Regions from separate parts of the Mus musculus genome. Here all the other regions are linked to region 1. A link is a contact called in public Hi-C and promoter capture Hi-C data. All regions are on one chromosome and are shown on one strand. The core of a region is the stretch at or near the end of the contact, and the rest is flanking DNA. Distances in the headings are between cores, read along the strand shown. Region 1 holds the start of Tle2 (transducin-like enhancer of split 2). Region 2 holds the start of Tdg (thymine DNA glycosylase). Region 3 holds the start of Washc4 (WASH complex subunit 4). Region 4 holds the start of Chst11 (carbohydrate sulfotransferase 11). Region 5 holds the start of Gamt (guanidinoacetate methyltransferase). Region 6 holds the start of Nfyb (nuclear transcription factor-Y beta). Region 7 holds the start of 1700028I16Rik (RIKEN cDNA 1700028I16 gene).

Region 1 (2,718 bases), core at 98-2,597:
CATCTCAATGTTGAGTCCGTAGGACATCTCGTAGTACTGCAAAGGAGACAGTCTTGGCCAGTGTGGATAGCTGGTGCCACCCTGGGGACACTGATGGGGTGCAGCCTCGAGGGGGTGGTACGAGTATCAGGGCAAGACACAAACACCCTGAGCCCCATGGAGACCCAGACAGGGAACCCACAAGATGGATCACGGATGGGCTCAGAGAGATAGGACAATCAGGTAGTCCCCCAAATTGGAGGGGGGGGGAGACCCACAGAACAGTGCCTGGTATCCCAGCCTGCCCTTTTTAGGGAGAACACGGAAGTGGGCAGAATGGGCAGGTACTCCTTACCATCACATAATGCCTTTGCATTTCTGTCTTCTCGCTGGCCAGCTTCTCACATTCTAGCTTGAGGCTGGGCAGGAAGAATAGACAAAAATGGGGGTTGACTTGCCACACCCCACATGGGTCAGTTTCCACAGTGACAGGCAGAAGCTGCTGGCTCCCCATTCCTTTAGAAACTGTTCCCAGTCCTCTCGAGCCCAGATCTACTCCTGGGACCAAAACATTCTCAGGGAAGGCTTTCCCTGAATCCATTCATCTCACACTCTTCTGGGCACCACCTCCACCAGAAAGCCCTCCAGTAGGCCCAATGAGCCCCGCCCCTTGCCCTAGAAACCACGCCCCTCCAAGAGTCCCCGCTCACCCCCATGGGGCTTCCCAGGGCCCAGAACTAGGGCTCCCTCACCTGTGGTACTGAGCTTGAAGAAACTGGAATTCCTCTTTGATCCGGTCACAGATTTCCAGTACTGAGAACTTGAAAGGCTGGCCAGACTGCAGCGGGGTCTGAGGGGGAGAGTGGGAAAGGACACTAGGGTGAGTTCCAGGGCAACAGCAGGCAGGAGTCCCCTCCCTGGTCCCCACCTCCTGCAGCCAGAGATGGGAGTCTCCGTACTCACCGGGTGCCTTCCCTGAGGGTACATCCTGCTGATGGATGGGTGAGAGAATGGACCCCCCCAGCTTCTTGGAGGCTTGAGGATGTGGCAAAGGGACGCTGAGGTGCAGAGGTGGCGCTGGGGAGAGAATTGGGTGCGGGGAGGAGCAGGCAGTAGAATTTGGGGTGCTAAGCTAGAGCTGGGGTGCAAGGAGACTGAGCCTGGAAAAGCTAGGAGAGAAGCCGGAGCTGGGGGAGGGATTTTTACGCAAAGAAAGAGCAGCCAGGGAGAGCCTGTCGGGGCAGGGGACCAGGACCCCGCGCTGCGCCCCCCCTCCAGCCAGCGCGTCCGGGGTTGTACAACCCAGGGGCAGCTGCAGTCAGCGCCGCAGGTCTGTGGCCGCCGCCCGGGGTCGGCGCTGGTGGCCTCAGTGGCTGCGGAGCCGCCTCCCTCCGCGGGGCTCGGCTGGGAGCCGCGGGCGGGACCCGCCTTAAGGTGGCACCGCCGCCCCCGCCTGCTCTGCTTCTTCGGTTCCAAGACCCGCTGGGGAAACTGAGGCTTGGGTTCGATCCTAGTGTTCCCGCCCCACCCCCACTCAAAAAAAAAAAAAAAACCGGGGGGAGAGAAATTAGGCAAAAAAAAAAAAAAAATCTCTGTGCGCGCGCCTCTGGAGCCGTGGGGGCTGCAAGTGGCTTCTCTGGGACAGCGACACTATGCCCTTATGAAGGATAAACATCCCCAAGATCGAAAGAGAGAGAGATACACACCTGTCCCAGGAAGAGCAGACCCAGGCTATGCTTGTCAACCAATGCTGCCCCACTCTGGAGAGATCCAGGACAGAGCCCAGGGCAGCTTGGTCAGGCTCAGAGCCCACTACAGACTTGCATGCTAGTGCCACCACCAGCCAACTGGGTGGCCTCCTCTATCCAGATTGGGCTCCTAAAGGACCAGACTCTTTAAACTTAGTGCATAGAACTCTTGTGTATCTTGAACCGGAACACTAGAAAATCTTCTGCAGGGGCTTCACCACTGACCCCGCCCCCAGACCTTCACTGGGAGATTCTAGGCAGCAGCTCTACCTCTGACCACACCCCCAGCCCTTCACCGAGGGATTCTAGGCAGAAGTCACCCATGACCACGCCCCCAGCCCCTCACTAGGGATTAGAGACTCCACTCTTGACCACGCCCCCAGCCCCCTTTTACTTTTGGAGGCAAGGCCTTGCTAAGTTGCCCCTGCAAAGCTTGAGCTTGGAATTCTCAGTCCCTGTAGTAGCTGGGACAACAGGCCTCTGTGTGCCATCAGGCCACCTCCTACATCCCATCAAGTTTAAGGGTGTCCCCCAGAGCTGAGAAGCCACCTGTCACCATGGAAACCCCCTTCCCCCCAGGAATCATCCTTTGTTTCCAACTCTGGCAGGACTAGACCTCAGAAGAGGAAGGAGGGGACCCACACCTTCAATCCCAGCACTTGAAATGCAGAGGCAGGCAGATCTCTCTGAGTTTCAGGACAGCTTGGTCTACTGTGGTGGTTTGACCATGCTTGGCCCAGGGAGTAGCACTATTTGGAGGTGTGGCCTTGTTGGAGTAGGTGTAGTCTTGTTGGAGGAAGTATGCCACTCTGGGAGTGGGCTTTGAAGCTCTGCCAAGTGCCTTAGTCAGACTTCTTCTAGGGGCCTTCAGAAGAAGACACAGAACTCTCTGCTCCTCCTGTACCATGCCTGCCTGGAGGCCTTCATGCACCTGTCTCGATGATTATGGACTGACCCTCTGACTCTGTAAGCCAGCCCCAATTGCCTTGGT
Region 2 (2,700 bases), core at 24-2,523, 1.1 Mb before region 1:
CTGGGCTCAATCCCCAACCACACACTCCCAAATAATAATAAAAATCTGGGTTCATTTTTAAATCATTTCAGTAGTATGACATCAAGGTCTTACACACACACACTATTTAGTCTTGGGTTAGAGAGAGAGAGAGACAGACCACACACACGTACACACACATGTAATATTGTGCCTCTTTTTGTTAATGATTCACTATTGCATCCATTCAGCATGTATTTATGTAGACTCCAGTTCAACCTATCAGTTCTACAAACCCCTCTGAAAGTTGGGCCGGCATATTTCCCACTTTCACCAGCAGGTCCCTGGCACCCTGTAGTTGGTAAAGGCTTTAAGATAGGTCTACCTGTCCTGTGAGTAGAGGCCCTTCTGCAGTGTCCCTTGGATCTTTGAGTGGTAAACCAGACTTTCATTTCAACTCCCATGGACTGCCATCAGCCCCCGTCAATCTGCTCAAAGATGTACCATAATACAGCCGTCGAGTGGGAAGGCGGGCTGAAGACAGAATCTCTTGCCTAAGTTCAATGTCCATTTGCCACTTAGAGGCAAGCTAATTCTTCGCCAGGCAGGGCTAATACCTAAATCTCCATTCCTTTTACCTGCGAAGACCTTGCCATTTTGTTTTTCTTAGCTTTCTGCGAAGAGTCTAAATCCCCAAACCTATACTTTGTCAGGCCCGCCCTGACATCCCCATTACCACTAAGGGACAATTTTAAAGACCATCCCAGAATGAAAGACATCTACAGATTGACTTCTTAGCGTGTTATACACACTCCACAGCAATAGTATCTATCCCGCGAGGATGAGAAGGACCCCGCAGCAACCGCGGCCACAGGGTACCCGCTTCGCCTTTACAGTCCACGGTGACGGAGGGTGAAGAACCGCGCGGGCGGAGGCTGCGGCCGGGCACACACCACCTTTTAAAGCTCGCGGGTACGGGAGGCAGAGGACGTGCGCGGACCTGGGAGGGGGGGGGGACGTGTGGGGAGCGGGGAGGTCCCCACTGCGCACGCGCAAGCCGGCCTTTGTGCGGGCCGCGGCCCTGACCGACCCCAGCCGCGAGCGCCCGCGTTACCTGCGCGCGGCCTCTGCGTCCATGGCGGCGCCGCCGAGGGTACGGCCACTCCTGCCGAGCCCACGGGCGCCCGCTCTGCCGCTCAGCGCGCGGACTCACCACAGGATCGGGGCGGCCGGTGGATGGACGGCGCTGGCCTCGGCCCCTCCCACGCTGCTACATCACCGCGGCGAGTCCCCAGCGCACTTCCGTCCCCCTCCGAGGAGGCCGGCGGCCTCGCCATCACGTGATGCTGGCCAGGCCAATGGCGTGTCCTTTTCGGGGCGCCCCGACCGCCGCTTAGCCTTTCGGGAAACGTGGATCTCGGCGAGGATGGGGAGCGCCCGGCTGACGTCAGCTTTTGTGGGCTCTAAGTTTCCTTGAAGGTGTGGGTTAAGGGTGATGGCCTTTAGGATGTATTATGCGTGGTGGCAAATTCATGTCTTTTCACCTCAAATTTTGTGCGGATTAAAAGCTACCTGACTTGGGGCTCACAGAGCCTGAGCTACCAACCAGGGAGCTTTCAGGAGCTGGACCTAGACCCCTCTACACGTTTGTAGCAAATGTGAAGCTTGGTGTCCGTGTGAGTCCCCTACAAGTGGAACAGGGGCTGTCTAGGTCTCTGTTCCTTGCCAGTGGACCCAGCGCGGACTGGGGGAAGAGGACTGCGTGTTTCCTCAGTGGGAAAGGATGTGCCTACACTTGCTGAGATTAGATGTACCAGAGTCTTACCCAAGTGGGGCTTCCTCTTCTCTGAGAAGAGAAGGGGGCAGGATTTGTAAGCGTGGGACTGGGTGGGGGTGGGGCTGTGAACGGGACGTAAAGTTAATTAAATTAAAATGAAAACAACCACCCCCTCCCCCGCAACTATGTGTCTTGGCTGGGCGACCCAGCATTTGCATAGACAGTGGCAGGCAGAACTAAGTTCGAGGCTGGCCTGGTTTATAGAGCGAGTTTCAGGACAGGCAATACTACACAGAGAAACTCCGTCGTGAAAAACTAAAATGATAATTATAATAATGATAAATAAATATTGTGCCTTACACAAAACAACATTCTTTCTTTTCAATTGTCTTTCTTGTCAATTCCTGTGATGAGGAGTAGGGCTGATTGGAACTGGAAAACCTAAGATTGGAAGCCACCAATGTTTGGGCCTCAGTTTACTAATCTGTAAGGGGAAGCTCTTGGTAGATTACAAAGATTTCCATAAACAGTTGTCTACGTTGGAGATGGACAAACACTCGCCTAGATGCTAGATGCATCTCTGCTTTAGAACCTTAGACAGCAATCTCACCTCGATTTCTCGGAGGTTCTTTTGGTTTTTGAGATAATTACAAAACTGTGTACCCCTGACTTGGCTTAGAGCTTTGCAGCTGTAGTCCAGGCTGGCCTCAACCTGAGGCAAGTCTCCTGTTCACTCTCTTGCATACTGACTGGGATTACAGGGCATGTATCACCATACTTGACTTTCGGAGGTTCTAAGAGTTTGTTTGTTTTTTTTTTTTAGATTTATTTATTTATTTATTTATTTATGTGAGTACACTGTAGCTGTCTTCAGACACTCCAGAAGAGAGCAGTCAGATCTCATTACAGATGGTTGTGAGCCACTATGTGGTTGCTGGGATTTGAACTCAGGACCTTTGAAAGAG
Region 3 (2,810 bases), core at 173-2,672, 2.0 Mb before region 1:
TGTGCATAACATACTCCCCCTCCCAACAAACTGCATTTCTTGTAGTTTTCCTACTACTTTTTAAAGTTAGTAAACAACATTATGAGTTTCACCATGGCATTTTCATACATACATGGTTTTTATATTGTGTCCTCACCCACGTCCTGTTTCCACTCCTTTCCCCAGTCCTGAGCATCTAAAAAACTGATTATGTCTAAATAACTGATCATTCATTCCACTTAAAGCTGAAACCCAGTATACCTTCATTCCAACTTTGGTTAGATTAAACTAAAGTAGGGACCTCAGCGCACAATGGGGGGGGGGGGGGGGAGGAGAAGGGGTGGTTACTATCCTTCCATCTAGATTTTTCTTTATGCTGACTAAGACCAATATCTTAAGATCTGCCCAGCACCCTGAACATAGTTCAACTAGATGTAAAGGCAAAACACAGTTACATAGGAATCTGTACATGGTCTAGTATCTCTGTAAAATAATTCATAATGCAGCTGTACTTTATTTTTAAAGGCATTCCTACTTTTGGGAAAGGTATGCATTTAAAAATTTCTTGGGCAACTCGCCCCAATATATCTTCTATCACACAGAAAAAACAAACAAACAAACAAACAAACAAATCAACCTCCAGAGTGTCTCTAATTAGTTTGGGTTGTCCATTTATGCTGAAACAAACTATGAGGCTTTTGGGGTTGGAAGTGATTTTAAACATAAACTTGGACTTGACGTCATGAGGCAACTGCGAAGCAGATCTGATTTTTTAAAAAGTTAAAATAGATTTAAAAACCTTTTCAGCTATTTAAAAATCAATAAAGGGCCGAGAAGGAATAAGATATTCCTATGTTGGTTGATTTTTTTTTTAAGGCCAGAAAGAGCTGTTTTTAGCTGTCTCTGTGGTTCTAAGAACGTGAATCCAAACTTCAAAAGTTGGCTTGAGAAGCAAAGAAAAACAGGAAACCGAAACGGGAACCCAGACTCTTCTAGAACTGAAGGCTGAGCATCTGGGGCAAACCCTGGGACGGGATGGACAACCCGGGAGGATGGCCTCGCGCGGGGCTCCCCAGCGATGGCACCGCTGGCCCGTCACCGATTCCGGGAGGGACGCAGGGTGCGAGTGCACGGCCAGACGCGACCACACGGTCACGCAGAGCGCCCCAGTCCCACCCAGCGGGAGGGTCCCGAGAGGGCGGCTGCGCAGCGCGGCGCCGCACCGCGCCGCCCTCCGTCCGCAGCGCCGCCCGGCCCGCCTCGCCCGATGCCGGGGCTTACTCTGAGAGCCGTCGTCCACGCGGTCGAAGTCCCAGTCGGGCGACAGAGTGTCCACGGCCATCGCCGCGGAACCTCCCACAGACACAGCCCCGAGCAGCCACAGCCGCGACGCGGGCCTCACCCCAGCCGCTGTCACGGCACGTGACTTCCGGCTTCGGCCCCGCCCCCGCACGCCAGAGCCAGTGGACTCTCGGCCCTGCGGACCGCGGGAGCCGCTGGGAAAGCGAGTCGACCGCCTGCTCCCGGCGCGGCCGCCATAGTGATGGCTGCCGTTGGCATCCTGCATCCTTTCCTGGTCTCGCTGCCGTTCACGACTGTTCTCAGGGCACATTCCGTTCCTCGAGGCTCTTTTTTTTTTATATCCTAGGGGATTACTCCCTCAGTCTAACCTGGAAAGAATGGAAATAACCGGGTGGGGCCCAACGCAAGACCCGGTCCTTCACCTGGACACTGCCCGAGCCCTTGGACCAAGATGCCTGTCTCACCAGCTCCCTTTCTGTCTTTACCCTCGCGATTCCTTGATCCCCTTGCACTTCCTGTGCAGATTATTTGTTGAGAAAAGACCTGTGTGTGTAAAAAAGTAATGACTTTAAGAACGCCACCAAGCAATCTCACTACTGGGTTTGCTTTACATAGATCACTATTCTTTCTTTCCTTGCTTTTAAGAAGGTGGGGTGGGAACTGTGTTACCCTGAGTTCTACATCTATCCTAACGTTTACACAAAACGCTTTCTATCAGGGCAGTTTTTAGTATGTACTTCTACGAAGCAGTCTAAATAGCATCAAAAAAAAAATCATAATGTAAAATTTAAGACATCCATACTCTGAACTCCTAGAAAGCTACAAAATGAAATAGGTCTCAAATGGCATTAAAGAAAAAAAAGAAAAAAAAAAAAAGGAGAGGAGTCGATTTTAGAACAATGCATATTTGCTGTAACATCTACAATCGACGTAAACGTTTATTTATGCTCATGTGTTTGCAAATGCATAGGAAGAATTCAAATCTCATTAAAGAAGACTGGATTACTTGAAAACGGGTAGGTGCTCATTAATACAAAGTGGCTCTTAAATTTTTCTTGTGTCTATTAGCTGAGTCTTTTTCAAGCAGAGTTTTAAAGTTATTTGCATTATATAAAGTACCACAAATCAATATAGAATGTTCTCTTGAAGAGCATGTTCTGAGATGCTAAGGTTTGGGCTTGGTTTTATTTTGAGACAAGATCTCATTATCGTAGCTGAGAGTCCCTGCTGCTCCTGGGCCTGTGACAAGGCTATGGAGGGAAACCTCTACAGATCTGAGCCACAAATGAACATCTTTACTTTGTAAAGTGCTTTCCTAAGTGCTGGGAATACAGGCATGTGTCACCATGCCTGGCATTGCAAAGAAATTAGAAAATGCTTTTTTTTTCTAACAAAAGTGTTTGTTACAGTGACAGCTGACAAACACATGTGGACTTAGTGTGTCTCTGGCTTCAGGGTGGCCTATTGGAATTTTCAGTTTCTGTAGCATGCAGTTCTGGCAGCCTTCTTTAGGTTCCATATGGTAGCTG
Region 4 (2,832 bases), core at 159-2,658, 1.4 Mb before region 1:
CTTCTCTAGCACCAAACTTTCCTTCTGGACCCCCGGGATGAGGGGTGCCTAGGCCCTGCCTATCCTGATAGGAGACTTGGTATTTAGCCTAAGCCAGAGAAGACGTGAGGAAGGATTCGTTCCTGTGCTGCAGAAGTCTCTAAATGCTCAGAACCCAAGAAGAAGGGATGAAACTGCACAAAGTATCTCCAAGAGCTTTGATGGTCAAAGTGCAGCCCAAAGGCTCTGGAGTTCCTAGCTGGGGGGTCTGGGGCCAGGAGATGGTAGACCAGGCCCAGGAGCAACAGCTGCAAAGTCACCACCGTGCTGGACCCTGGGGTGTTTTCGCAAAATATCTCCCCCGATGGAGAGAAGAGCAGGGAACCTACCCACTCTGTCCCCACACCTGCTCTGCTGCTGAGCTTGGAACACGTGGTAGCTGGGCTTGGGGCTTCCCAGGCGGCTGCAGGGACTCACTACCCAGCCGGGGCGTGCACCACTCGCCCGGGGGTCCCCAACCAGGAAGAGGCAGCGCTGCCTGGCGCAGAACAGCCGGCTGCCAGCGCCTGCTTCACCTCAGCCCTCAGCAGCAACCCGGACAGAGTTTTGTAGTCTTCCCATCAACCCGGGCAGCTTCCAACAAGCCCTACCTTTCTATGCCACCTAGCCAATAGACAAGACACAAAGAAAAAAAGAAAAGAAAAGAAAAGAAAAAGGAGGCAACAACACGCGCCGCTGTCTCTCCTTGCAGTCTCAACCTCTAGCCTGGAGATGGGAGGAAGAGGAAGCGCACCTTCTCTTCCCATCCCAACTCCGTGACCCGCGGATCCCGGCAGTAAAGAGCCCCGAAGAGGCCGAAGGGAAGAGGTGAGGTTGGAAGAAGCAGAAAGCAGAGCGAGAGAGGAGAAAATATCCAACAAAACCACGCTAACGCGCCCCCTACCTGGGTGCAACATACTTTGGAAATAGAAGATGACCAAGATAAAGGATCCGAAGCAAGTGGCCAGCACCATCCGGCAAATTCTGTTCATCCTCATCACTTCCAGCAGCGCCGGCTTCATGGCTTTGTCCTGGCCGCGGGGACCCGGCTGTCCGGGAGGCGCGTCCCGAGCGCAGAAGCGGGGACCCCGCCGCGGGGGTACCAGCACCGGGGAGGCTCAGAACAGAGCTGGCTGGGCTCCGGAGCTGGCTCCCGCTAGCTTCACCGAGGCTCTCCGAGGCCCCGACTCTGGTCTAGAGGGTGAAAGGCGCAGGAGTTGGTGTGCAAGTGTGAGGATGCGTGGCTCCGGCCGCGCGCTCCTGCCGGTCCGCCTCGCCTCTGCTCGATGCTCCGCCGCCTCCTCTGCTGGCGCCTGCGGCCGCCGCTGCCTCCTCACGGGCCGGGCGACCGGGATGCGAGAAGGAAGGTGCCGCCGCCGCCGTGCACTGGCCTCTGTGACTGTCCAGGCCCCCCTCCCTCCCTCCCTCGCCAAAAGCTACTTCATTGCGCTCCAGTGATCTATATATTCCAGGGCTGGGTTTTACCAAACGCAACTCGCAGCCCCCGGCGAGGGGAGGGCGCCGGCGAGCGGGGAGGGCGGGGCCGCGCCGGGGCGGAGCGTCGCCTCCCCCCGCCCCTACCCGAGACGTGGTCGCGTCCAGCTGTTTCCCGGGGAGTCCGGAGTGCGCAGCACGCTCCCGCAGGGTCCCAAAAGCCCTCAGTCCCTGGGCGGAGCTGGGCCGCTGTCTCGAGGTTGCGTGAACGTTTCCATGACACAACCGGGATGGGGGAAAACCATGAATAAGATGCTGTAGTGCTGCCACCCGTTCTCCGGTGTGGCGAGAAGCAGGTTAGGTGACAGAGGCAAACAGGAGCCCTGCTGACACGCGACCATTTACAATCCCTGGGCGGTTTAGCAGGGGAAGTTGCCCCACGCTCCCCTAAGAGCGGATGCCCTTCTCATACTGATCAAAAACTGGGCAGTTCCGTTTTTCTTTCAAAGGACAGCTCAGCTTGAGGGCTGCTTTTGCAAAGAGGTTAAAGAGAGCGGACTTAAAGTCAAGGTTAGGGAAACTGTTCCGGCATCCCAGGATCTGGTGACTGCCGCTGCTAGCCTTTCTGACACGTGCCCTCACCCGCACCCCTCGGGGCAAAGCGGGTTTGTAGCTTTTAAAACTGTTTCACCAAAAGGTACAGCTTTCTGTAATTTATTCGAAGTGTATGAGAATCAGTCGGACGGATGTGAAAAGACGCCCCTAAAAGTCCAACAAAGTGTTGGGAGTGGAGGCTGGGAGGGGGAGATCCAAGCCAGCTTAGCCTTGGCAGGTAGAGAGAAAGATGGCGCTGCTTACCTGCATTGTGTAAAATGTTGTTAAATGCTCAGCTCCATGCATTTGGGTGGCCAAGGATCAATAAGGTGGACGCGGGTCAATGATAAGGAGATCACTTTTATGCCAGGAAAGCAGGGTTATTGTAAAGCCTGACCTTTCTACTTTACCATTAAATGCATTTACAGAATGCTGGATTCCATAAGACATTGTACCTTTGAATGTGTCTCTTCACAGGGGCACTGATAAATTCTTGTCGAATCTGAATGTAATGGGCCTTATCCTCCCCTCACATTTGACAGACTCACAAGTTGCTTTCTGATACATGTATCCAGAAACGCCTCCAAACCTCCTCTTCCTTCTCCTGAAGTTTTCCCTTCAGCAGAGAAAGTCCGCAGGCTTCCTGTGATTCAGACAAGAGTCAATTACAGGGAGATATTTATGTAGCCAGTATTATTTTGCTGCTCCTTTATGAATGAGTTGCTTGCTGAGGTGGCCGAGATATACATGCTCCAATACAAGCCACTCCCCAGGGAGTCCCCACAT
Region 5 (2,700 bases), core at 197-2,696, 1.3 Mb after region 1:
AATGAATGTCTAAACTTGAGGCATTCAGCCAGGCATGGTGGCATACGCCTTTAAATCCCAGCAGTTCAGAGGTAGAATCAGGCAGAAATCTGTGAGTTCGCGGCCAACTTGTTCTCAATAGCAAGCTCCAGGCCAGTCAGGAGCTCCTGTCTCTAAATAAACGGATAAATAGAAATAAAAAAATCAACTTGGGCCGGGCCTGGTGGCGCACGCCTTTAATCCCGGCACTGGGGAGGCAGAGGCAGGTGGAGTTCTGAGTTCGAGGCCAGCCTGGTCTACAGCGTGAGTTCCAGGACAGCCAGGGCTACACAGAGAAACCCTATCTCGAAAAACCTAAAAAAAAAAAAAAAAAAGAATCAACTTAGAGGAGCATCGTGGACGACACGCTGAGATCAGGAAGTTTCACAGCCTCTTCAAACAGTAAATCCAGTACCCTTGCGAGCCAGCCAGGCAAATGCAGAAAGTCAAGCCTCATTCCAAATGTGGTGCCAGGGAGCTTGCCCCGCCCCTCCAGAAGCCACAACAGTGCACGTGCCAGCATATGGTACTCTCCATGGCACTGGGACCACTGGTAGTCTCTAAACGTCCCTCCTTGCACCGCAGGCACTTCACCCCTCATGGCTCCAACTTCCTGCCTAGATAACTTGGCCCCGCCCAGGTCCGCAGGCTCCGCCCCATTCATAGTAAAAGGATGGACTCAGCTGGACTCCACAATTACCCTATCCTCAGGCCCCGCCTCCTTGGCGCCAGCCTCAGCTCTAGCGGAAAGCTAGGCCCCGGATCCTGTTTTGCCTCTACCAGGCTGGGCCCCACCCGTGAAAGAAGACTAGGCTTCGCCAGTAGCAGAACGCTTGGATTTCATCCTATCCCATAAACACCTACCCCATGGCTCTGTCCTCATCCGTAGCAGAAGGCTGGACACCACGGTCTCAGCCGGCTGGCCCCGTTCCTTAGTTTCGTCTCTCATACTTAGCAGAATGGTGACCCCACCCCATTGCTCCGGCCCCGCCCCTAGCAGAAGGCTGGACTCTGTCCTACCATACAGGCTCCATCCTGTATGGCTCCTGCCTGCATTCCTCATAGAAGTCTGGATTCTGTCCCAACCCACAGCTCTGGCCCCATCCATAGCAAAAGATTGGACTCCTCCCCAGCCCACCAGTGCAGGACCTATCCCATTCCGTAGATCCGCCCCTCAGAACTTTACTTTGGGCTCCAGCGAGTAGCCCCGACCGTGAGCACGCTCCACCCTGTCCCTCAGCTCCATCCACCCAGGCCCAGCCCAGTGCCAGGCTGGACCCCCTCCCAGAGCAAGGGCCAACCCTCTTCTAATGACTGGACCCACCCTAGCCCAGAAAAGCCCCGCCCCAGCGAGTAGGCCCCGCCCACACGGCTCAGCCACGGAGTTCTTTAGGGCGCATAGGCCCCGCCCCCGCCTCAGGCTCCCACCCACTTGAGTGCAAGGCTAATCTCTGTGCAGAGGCACCGCCCCACTCCGCCTCCACCGGCCCCGCGGCTCCGCAGCCCTGCGCTCCCGGCCTGGTTTGCACAGCCTCACCATGAGCTCTTCTGCAGCTAGCCCGCTCTTCGCGCCCGGCGAGGACTGCGGCCCCGCGTGGCGCGCGGCCCCCGCGGCCTATGACGCGTCTGACACGCACCTGCAAATCCTGGGCAAGCCAGTGATGGAGCGTTGGGAGACCCCCTATATGCATGCGCTAGCGGCGGCTGCTGCCTCCAGAGGTACTCTGCCAGAGGAAACTGAGGCTGCAGCTTAAAAGAGCAGGAGCTCCCATGCATGTTGCAAGTCTCAGTTTCCTTGCCTGAGGCACTGAGCTGCCTTGGGGCTACCTTGGTCGGGAAGGGAAGGGTATTTGCAAAAAGTGGACGCAGGAAAGAGGTCCCGGCTCCGAACTGGAACTTCCTCTCCCAGGGAAGATTTCTACTTCCCGGGGCTGGGTCTTCGGACCACAGTCGAGTGGAACTTAATAGAAAGAGCGAGAAAGAGCAGAGGGGCGTGAGGCTTGTGCTTGTCGGGAACCTCCGAGTCTCCAGGGGCTGTTGCTAAGAATAGCTTGGGAAAACTGAGCAGAGAGGCAGCTGTCCCGGTGCTGTGGCCCTGAACTTCTGTACAAGGGGTGGTGTCTGAGGCACCCCAGCTTCAAACAGGGCAGATGGGCAGTGAGTGAGTGGACTTCAAAGTTCACCCAAGGCAAATGAGGACTTGGTATTAGGTGCAGAATGAAACGTGGAGGGGCTGCAGGTGTAGAGCCTCCAAGCCAGGCTTGGCCCTTTCTCACAGATTAGAGCACAAATCGCGTGGGCAGGGGCTCAGAGTCCAGGGATCCCTGGGGCCAGGCCCTGGGCTCCCAGGCTAGCCGCTCTGATTGGCAGCTGGCCCGAGCCCACACTCTGCTGTTACTTTGTTCTGTCCACCCACATGGTCCTGCTGGCTGGCTGGCTGGCTGGCCTTGAGGCAAGTGTGAGCCAGGCCTCACATCTAAGTCCCCCTCCCCCACCCAAACCAGCTGTCATGTTTTGTCCTCCTAGGGGGCCGGGTCTTGGAAGTGGGCTTCGGTATGGCCATTGCAGCCTCCAGGGTGCAACAGGCCCCCATAGAGGAACACTGGATTATTGAGTGCAATGATGGGGTCTTCCAGCGTCTACAAGACTGGGCCCTGCGGCAGCCACATAAGGTACCTTCTG
Region 6 (2,805 bases), core at 36-2,535, 1.2 Mb before region 1:
CCTCTTGAAATAACCGAGAAAGACTCATTTGTTCTTGCTTCCTTATTTACCTGAGAAATATTTATTTATTCTAGACACAGCGGGATATCAATAAATAACATATTTCAATCTTTCTGTATACTTTATGCACATACTTATATGGAATATACACCCAAACACCTTTTTTTCTTTTTTTGAGATACAGTCCGATTATGTAGCCCAGGCTGGACGTGAACACACACACTAGGGAGCCCAAGATGGTCTGGAATTTCCAATCTTCCTGTTTGTGTCTCCCCAGTCATGGGTTTAAAAGGCATAAGCCACAACACCAGGGCCTTCTATAATTATTACTACTACAGTTTCTGTTTCTTCAGACAGGGTTTCTCTGTGTAGCCTTGGTGTACTGGAACTCACTCTGTAGACCAGGCTGGCCTTGAGATTTGCCTCCCTTGTCTTGGAATTAAAGGCGTGCACCTGCCTGACCCAGCCATACTATTATTTCTAAAGACAGGGTCTTAATGTATCTCTGGCTGACCTAGAACTTTCAGTCTTGCTTACTTATCCTTGTTAAGTCCTAGGACAATAATTTTCCATCTATCTGGGTGCAGGTATCCTGCAGTACTTTGCAGTGGCTGGCCATGCAGGACATTTTGGATCACCACCACAAGGGAGAATGGTAGCCAAGGGACATTTGATCCAGATTTCAGTGAGGCCGACAGGGAAGGCCTTAAATGCACAGAGGCCATGAGTTTTTGCAGCCCAGTGTTATCTGGTTGGGAAATGAGCACTTTAGGTAGTAAGCCAACTTGGTAGGGCAGACCTAACACCAGAACACAGCACCAGGGTACAGGGTGGAAGTCGGCTGGGACAGCCTACCTGTTAAACTTGGAGGAAGGGGATGGTGTGCTAAAATGAAAAACTAACATCTTTGTTCACTGTGACTTGAGAGGGAACGCTGTGTGCCTGAGGTGGCTTGGAGGGATACCTAGAAAACATTAGGTGCCTAAAGCATTCTGGAAAGTAGCTCAGGTGTAGATCCCCTCCGGGGCTGAACTCAGGCGGGCGAGACGCTGGTTAGTGGGGAAGGAGGAGCTGGAAGGAGAAAGAAGCCAGAGCAAGCCTTTCCGCGTGGAGCTCTGGATGAGAACGCCGGCCTCTCGGACGCCCTGAAGAGCGAACATCCAGAGCCCGCCCGCGCGCTTTTACGGACCGCGCGCCTTGCTCAGAGGCTCCGGGGCGGGGCCGGGGGCGGACCGGGGCGTGGCCTCGGGCGCGGGCGTCGCGGAGGGAGGGTGTCACGTAGAGGGAAGCGGCCCGCGGCGGAGGGAGGGGAGGCCGAGTCCTGGAAGTGGAGCTCCGCGCTGGGACTGGTTCCTTCGCAGCCATTTTCTGTCCAACCAAACAGCCGATTGGAGACGGGAGCCAACCAGGGCTGCATTGGAGGTTTGTGTCTCGCTTCGGCCAATGATCGCTCCTAAACCGACTCCACTTTAGCTCGAATGAAATGTCCGTCTCCTCCCGGCGCCGTCCCCGCCGCCAACGCCGCGGCGGTCGGGGGCACTCGCAGTCCGCAGTCTTCGGGCGGGCCGGGCCTCCGGGCGAGGCCGCTGTGCTTCGGGCCGGGCCGGGCCGGGCCGGGCGCGGGGCGGCGGGCGCTTTGTGCGCGGGGCCGCGAGCCGCGGTCGGGCTGGGCCGGGCGGCTGCGGGGCTCTCGCGGCGGCAGCCCCGGGCCGGCTCCATTTTGTCCGGGGAGCCGGCGGGCGGGGAACGCTGCGCCCCGGAGCGGCCGCTTTGTCTCCCGCATCCCGCCGGCGGCGGGCGTTGGGCACGGGCGGCGGGGGGATGCGCTCCGCGGGGCCGCCCGGGCACCTGCGAGCCGAGGCGGCGGGTCCCTGCGAGGAACGAGCGGCCTGGCGGGCCCCCGGCCCGCTCCGCGCCTACAGCATGCAGCCATCTGGCGCCTGGCTCGCCCCGGACTTGCCCCGAAGGTGGGAAGGGAGCCTTGGAGGTTGCACGGAGGTTTCAGTCACCCGTGCTGGGGGGGCGGGAGGGTCTGCGAGAACAAAGAATTTACGGAGCACCCGCAGATCCTTTCATGCCTAAAGTCTAGAAGAGGGCTGTTTGATGTAGACAAGGTTAGGTAGCAGACGACCTTTAAAAAAAATGGCATCCCGCTAATCTTCACAGACCCTAGTTTTTGTAGATGGTGCCACAAATCACCCGAGTGGCTTCAGCTCTCAGTAAGGAAACTAATCGGTAACAGAAAGTGATGGCTCAACTGGTCAGTAGTAGTGGCATTAATAAATAGGAGCTTTATGGATGAGATACTGAGAGTTTAACCAGAATTCCTTTAAAGGCAAATGATTCCTCCTCTGCACTGCTCTTTGTAGCTTAATTTAAGGATTCTATCGATGCAAAGCTGTGGTTGTCGATGCCAAAGAAAGGAGGTTGGAGGAAGGGAATCTGCTTTTCTTGGATACAGATTTGCATTTCTTCAAACACCAAGCAGATGTATGCATTCCCTTGAGCTATTACACAGATTATAACCTGCCCTGAAGAAAATGCTTTCCATATGAAGAGAGATATTCTTAATGGATTAAGTCTAAGTATATACTTAGCAACTATTTGGGTTGGTAAGGCTCTCCCCCGGTTCCCACTCTAAGCAAGATGCATACACATACCCAACCTTCAGTGTTTGAGTGTTCAAACACACCTTTTAAAGCTACAGGAACATTCTGGATCTAGAAAAGGGGCATATATGGGAAGGCAATATAGATTACTTGTAAGATTATAGCAATGTCAGGTAGTCTTTGCTGGCTGATTTTT
Region 7 (2,700 bases), core at 174-2,673, 1.2 Mb before region 1:
ACCGCCTGATGTAGTATCTAGGCCAATGAAAGCCAGGGCAGGGAGTTAACTTGCCTTATATTTCCACCACGCCCGGCATAAAGTATTTTTTTAAAAACCCAAAAAACAGCCGGGCGTGGTGTCATACGCCTTTAATCCCGGCACTCGGGAGGCAGAGGCAGGCAGATTTCTGAGTTCGAGGCCAGCCTGGTCTACAGAGTGAGTTCCAGGACAGCCACAGCTACACAGAGAAACCCTGTCTCGAAAAACCAAAATAAATAAATACCCCCCCCAAAAAAACAAACAAAAACTAGTTAAGAGGGCTAGAGAGATGGCTCGGTGGTTAAGAGCACTGACTGCTTTTCCAGAGGTTCTGTGTTCAATTCCCAGTAACTACATAGTGGTTTACAACCATCTGTAATGGGATCTGATGCCCTCTTCTGGTGTATCTGAAGACAGCTACAGTGTACTCATATACATAAAATAAATAAATCTTAAAAAACAACAAAAAGCAAACAAACAAACAAAAAAAAAAAACCACCTAGTAAGAGTAGGTGCCTCACAGAAATCGATTTAGAACACATCTCCAACTCCCTCGTGATAAGTGAGAAGAAACTGAAGCGATGGCCACAGGAGCTATCCACCCTTCACGCGGGTACTGTCCTATCCCTCCGAAGACCTCCCCTTCCCCATCATAAGCGCTCTTCTAGGTCCTCTGCCTTCCTGTCCTTCCCTGGGGCTCCCTGACCTGGAATGCAGGGAAGGACCCTGCGCCAGACACCCTACCAACCTTCCCTCATCAGCTATGCATCCCACGTGGGGCGAGCCCCTATCTCACCATCTCGGCAGAAGCCAGGGTTCAGTGTTTTATTTCCCTTTGGGACCTATAAAGGATGTGGGGGAGGCCGTGTAACCAATGATCACAGCCAGAGACCTACAGCCCAATGGCATCGGCTTGGGTCCCAGCTCTGCCACTCTGGCCTGGGTAACTTGGGGAGTAACTTGGCTTATATTTCTACCTGTTTATAAAGTATCTTTTTAAACCCCCAAAAAACAGCCAGGCGTGGTGGCGCACGCCTTTAATCCCAGCACTCGGGAGGCAGAGGCAGGCAGATTTCTGAGTGAGCAAGTTTCCTAACTTCTTGGAGCGTCGGTTTCTTCACCTGTAAAATGGGGGTTACTTGAAACCATCGCGGGAGATGCTTACACGGGTCTGGGGCGGCGAGAGGTCGGGCGGGCGAGCTTGTGGAGCCACCAACGCCCTTGAGAACCTGCGGCTGAGGCAGGGCGGCCCGTTGGCGACCTGTGCCCCTCTCCGCTCCGGCCCAGCAGCCGACTCCTCGGAAGCTCCGGGAGGGCAGTGCCGGGCTGCTCGAGAGCAAGGAGGAGCGCGCTGCCGGGGCAGCGTGGACAGGCGCTGCTCGGCCGTACCTGACACACCCTCGCCGCTCCTGCCCTCCGCGCCTCCGGTCCCCCTCCTCCTTGCTCTCGAGCAGCCCGGCACGCGAGGGGGGTGGGGGGCGGTCCACGCGCGCGGGAGGAGGAGGAGGATGGCGAGCGGAGGGCGCGCGCCCCCTGCCGGCCAGGGAAGAGATAAGCGATGGGCCGCGCCAACAGAGCTAGCCTGAAGAGGGAGAGGAGGAGAGTATTGGGATGGAGATGGGAGTGAGGGTGGGGTGGGGGTGGGGGGGGTGAGGATGAGGATGGGAGTGGGCGAGGATGGGGATGGGTGTGGGAGAGGATGGGGGTTGGGAGCAGCTTGCTTTTCCGTGGATCTCATACACTTGTTTGTTTTCTTTGACTTTTTAAAAATGTGTAGGTAGCCCACAGGTGTCATGGTTAATGTCGAGGTCATATGGAGGTCAGAGGACAACTCAAGCCAGCCGGTAGTGGCACATCCAGGCCTTTAATCCCAGTACTAGAGGGAGGCAGAGGCAGGTGGGTCTCTGTAAATTCAAGCCAGCCTGGTCTACAGAGAGAAACCCTGTCTTGTAAAAACAAAACAGAAAACTCAGGGATCAGTTTTCTCCTTCCATCATGTGGGTCCTGGGGATCAAACTAAAACTCATCTCCTGAGGTTTGATGGCAAGCACCTTTATACTGAGCCGTGCCTCTGGATGCTTTTTACTAATATGTTTGTGGTTTTTGAGGTAGGGTCTTGTGTCTAACCAGGGCTCACCTGGAAACTTGCTAAACTGTTTGGTAACCGAGTTTTGCTTTAGTTCTTTAGTTTGGTTCTAAAGAACTTGGGACCACTCTGCTCCCACAGCCTTATCTGGCAATGGGTAGTGGGGTAATTTGCCATCCTGCCATGCTGCTTTTGAAAAATAAGCTGCCTTTTTTTTTAAGGTTTTATTTATTGAGACAGAGTTTATGTAGTGCCCAGGCTGACCTTAAATTAAGGAGCCTCTGTTTTTTGCCCCGTGTGTGCTATATGACATACACACACACACACACACACACACACACACACACACACATATATATATATATGTATACATATATATATATACAGATAGGCATGCACTGCTATGTTTACTCTTGATTTTATTCTTCCTTCCCCTGTGTGTGTATGTATGTGTGTGTGGGGTTACACATGTGTGCCTGAACACATGGGCAGATAGCATCTCGAACCTGTAAGAGTTTTCCTTGCATTGCTGAAACCCACCTACGTATCTAGTAAGGTCTTGATTTATGATTATCTAATCATAACCATGAGAC

Evidence for each region. Promoter capture Hi-C pulls out the DNA fragments that hold promoters and counts their contacts. A called contact is a pair of places that touch in the nucleus more often than the background predicts.
Region 2: a contact with region 1 is called in a Hi-C map of B cells, with 15 read pairs. The contact joins the promoter of Tdg here to the promoter of Tle2 in region 1. A contact is called at or near these places in 5 of 39 promoter capture datasets (the C10 cell line, cranial neural crest, hippocampal neurons and 2 more), 2 of 484 Hi-C or Micro-C datasets (both in B cells) and 4 of 115 datasets of contacts at active chromatin or transcription factors (astrocytes, embryonic forebrain, embryonic stem cells and 1 more).
Region 3: a contact with region 1 is called in a promoter capture Hi-C map of pre-B cells, with 5 times the contacts expected there. The contact joins the promoter of Washc4 here to the promoter of Tle2 in region 1. A contact is called at or near these places in 2 of 39 promoter capture datasets (liver and pre-B cells) and 1 of 115 datasets of contacts at active chromatin or transcription factors (astrocytes).
Region 4: a contact with region 1 is called in a promoter capture Hi-C map of pre-B cells, with 2.9 times the contacts expected there. The contact joins the promoter of Chst11 here to the promoter of Tle2 in region 1.
Region 5: a promoter capture Hi-C map of liver shows a contact between it and region 1, with 3 times the contacts expected there. The contact joins the promoter of Gamt here to the promoter of Tle2 in region 1.
Region 6: a promoter capture Hi-C map of liver shows a contact between it and region 1, with 4 times the contacts expected there. The contact joins the promoter of Nfyb here to the promoter of Tle2 in region 1. A contact is called at or near these places in 4 of 39 promoter capture datasets (hippocampal neurons, liver and pre-B cells) and 3 of 115 datasets of contacts at active chromatin or transcription factors (bone marrow-derived macrophages, embryonic forebrain and stem cell-derived neural progenitor cells).
Region 7: a promoter capture Hi-C map of liver shows a contact between it and region 1, with 3 times the contacts expected there. The contact joins the promoter of 1700028I16Rik here to the promoter of Tle2 in region 1. A contact is called at or near these places in 4 of 39 promoter capture datasets (the C10 cell line, hippocampal neurons, liver and 1 more) and 1 of 9 other capture datasets (adipose tissue).

Annotation. Positions count from the first base shown.
Region 1 is chr10:81,573,916-81,576,633 of GRCm38.p6, reverse strand. It overlaps Tle2 (transducin-like enhancer of split 2), which reads right to left and starts at 1,347. Exons shown (of 21, transcript NM_019725.2): 1 at 943-1,347; 2 at 732-829; 3 at 335-398; 4 at 1-105. The coding sequence starts at 966.
Region 2 is chr10:82,628,411-82,631,110 of GRCm38.p6, reverse strand. It overlaps Tdg (thymine DNA glycosylase), which reads right to left and starts at 1,273. Exons shown (of 10, transcript NM_172552.4): 1 at 1,073-1,273. The coding sequence starts at 1,095.
Region 3 is chr10:83,542,553-83,545,362 of GRCm38.p6, reverse strand. It overlaps Washc4 (WASH complex subunit 4), which reads right to left and starts at 1,422. Exons shown (of 33, transcript NM_001033375.2): 1 at 1,261-1,422. The coding sequence starts at 1,321.
Region 4 is chr10:82,984,073-82,986,904 of GRCm38.p6, reverse strand. Chst11 (carbohydrate sulfotransferase 11) reads right to left here and starts at 1,408. Exons shown (of 3, transcript NM_021439.2): 1 at 923-1,408. The coding sequence starts at 1,040.
Region 5 is chr10:80,259,758-80,262,457 of GRCm38.p6, reverse strand. It overlaps Gamt (guanidinoacetate methyltransferase), which reads left to right and starts at 1,446. Exons shown (of 6, transcript NM_010255.4): 1 at 1,446-1,737; 2 at 2,545-2,690. The coding sequence starts at 1,557. It also overlaps a transcript of Dazap1 not described here.
Region 6 is chr10:82,762,621-82,765,425 of GRCm38.p6, reverse strand. Nfyb (nuclear transcription factor-Y beta) reads left to right here and starts at 1,285. Exons shown (of 8, transcript NM_010914.2): 1 at 1,285-1,422. It also overlaps a transcript of Hcfc2 not described here.
Region 7 is chr10:82,810,846-82,813,545 of GRCm38.p6, reverse strand. 1700028I16Rik (RIKEN cDNA 1700028I16 gene) reads right to left here and starts at 1,423. Exons shown (of 3, transcript NR_038042.1): 1 at 1,187-1,423.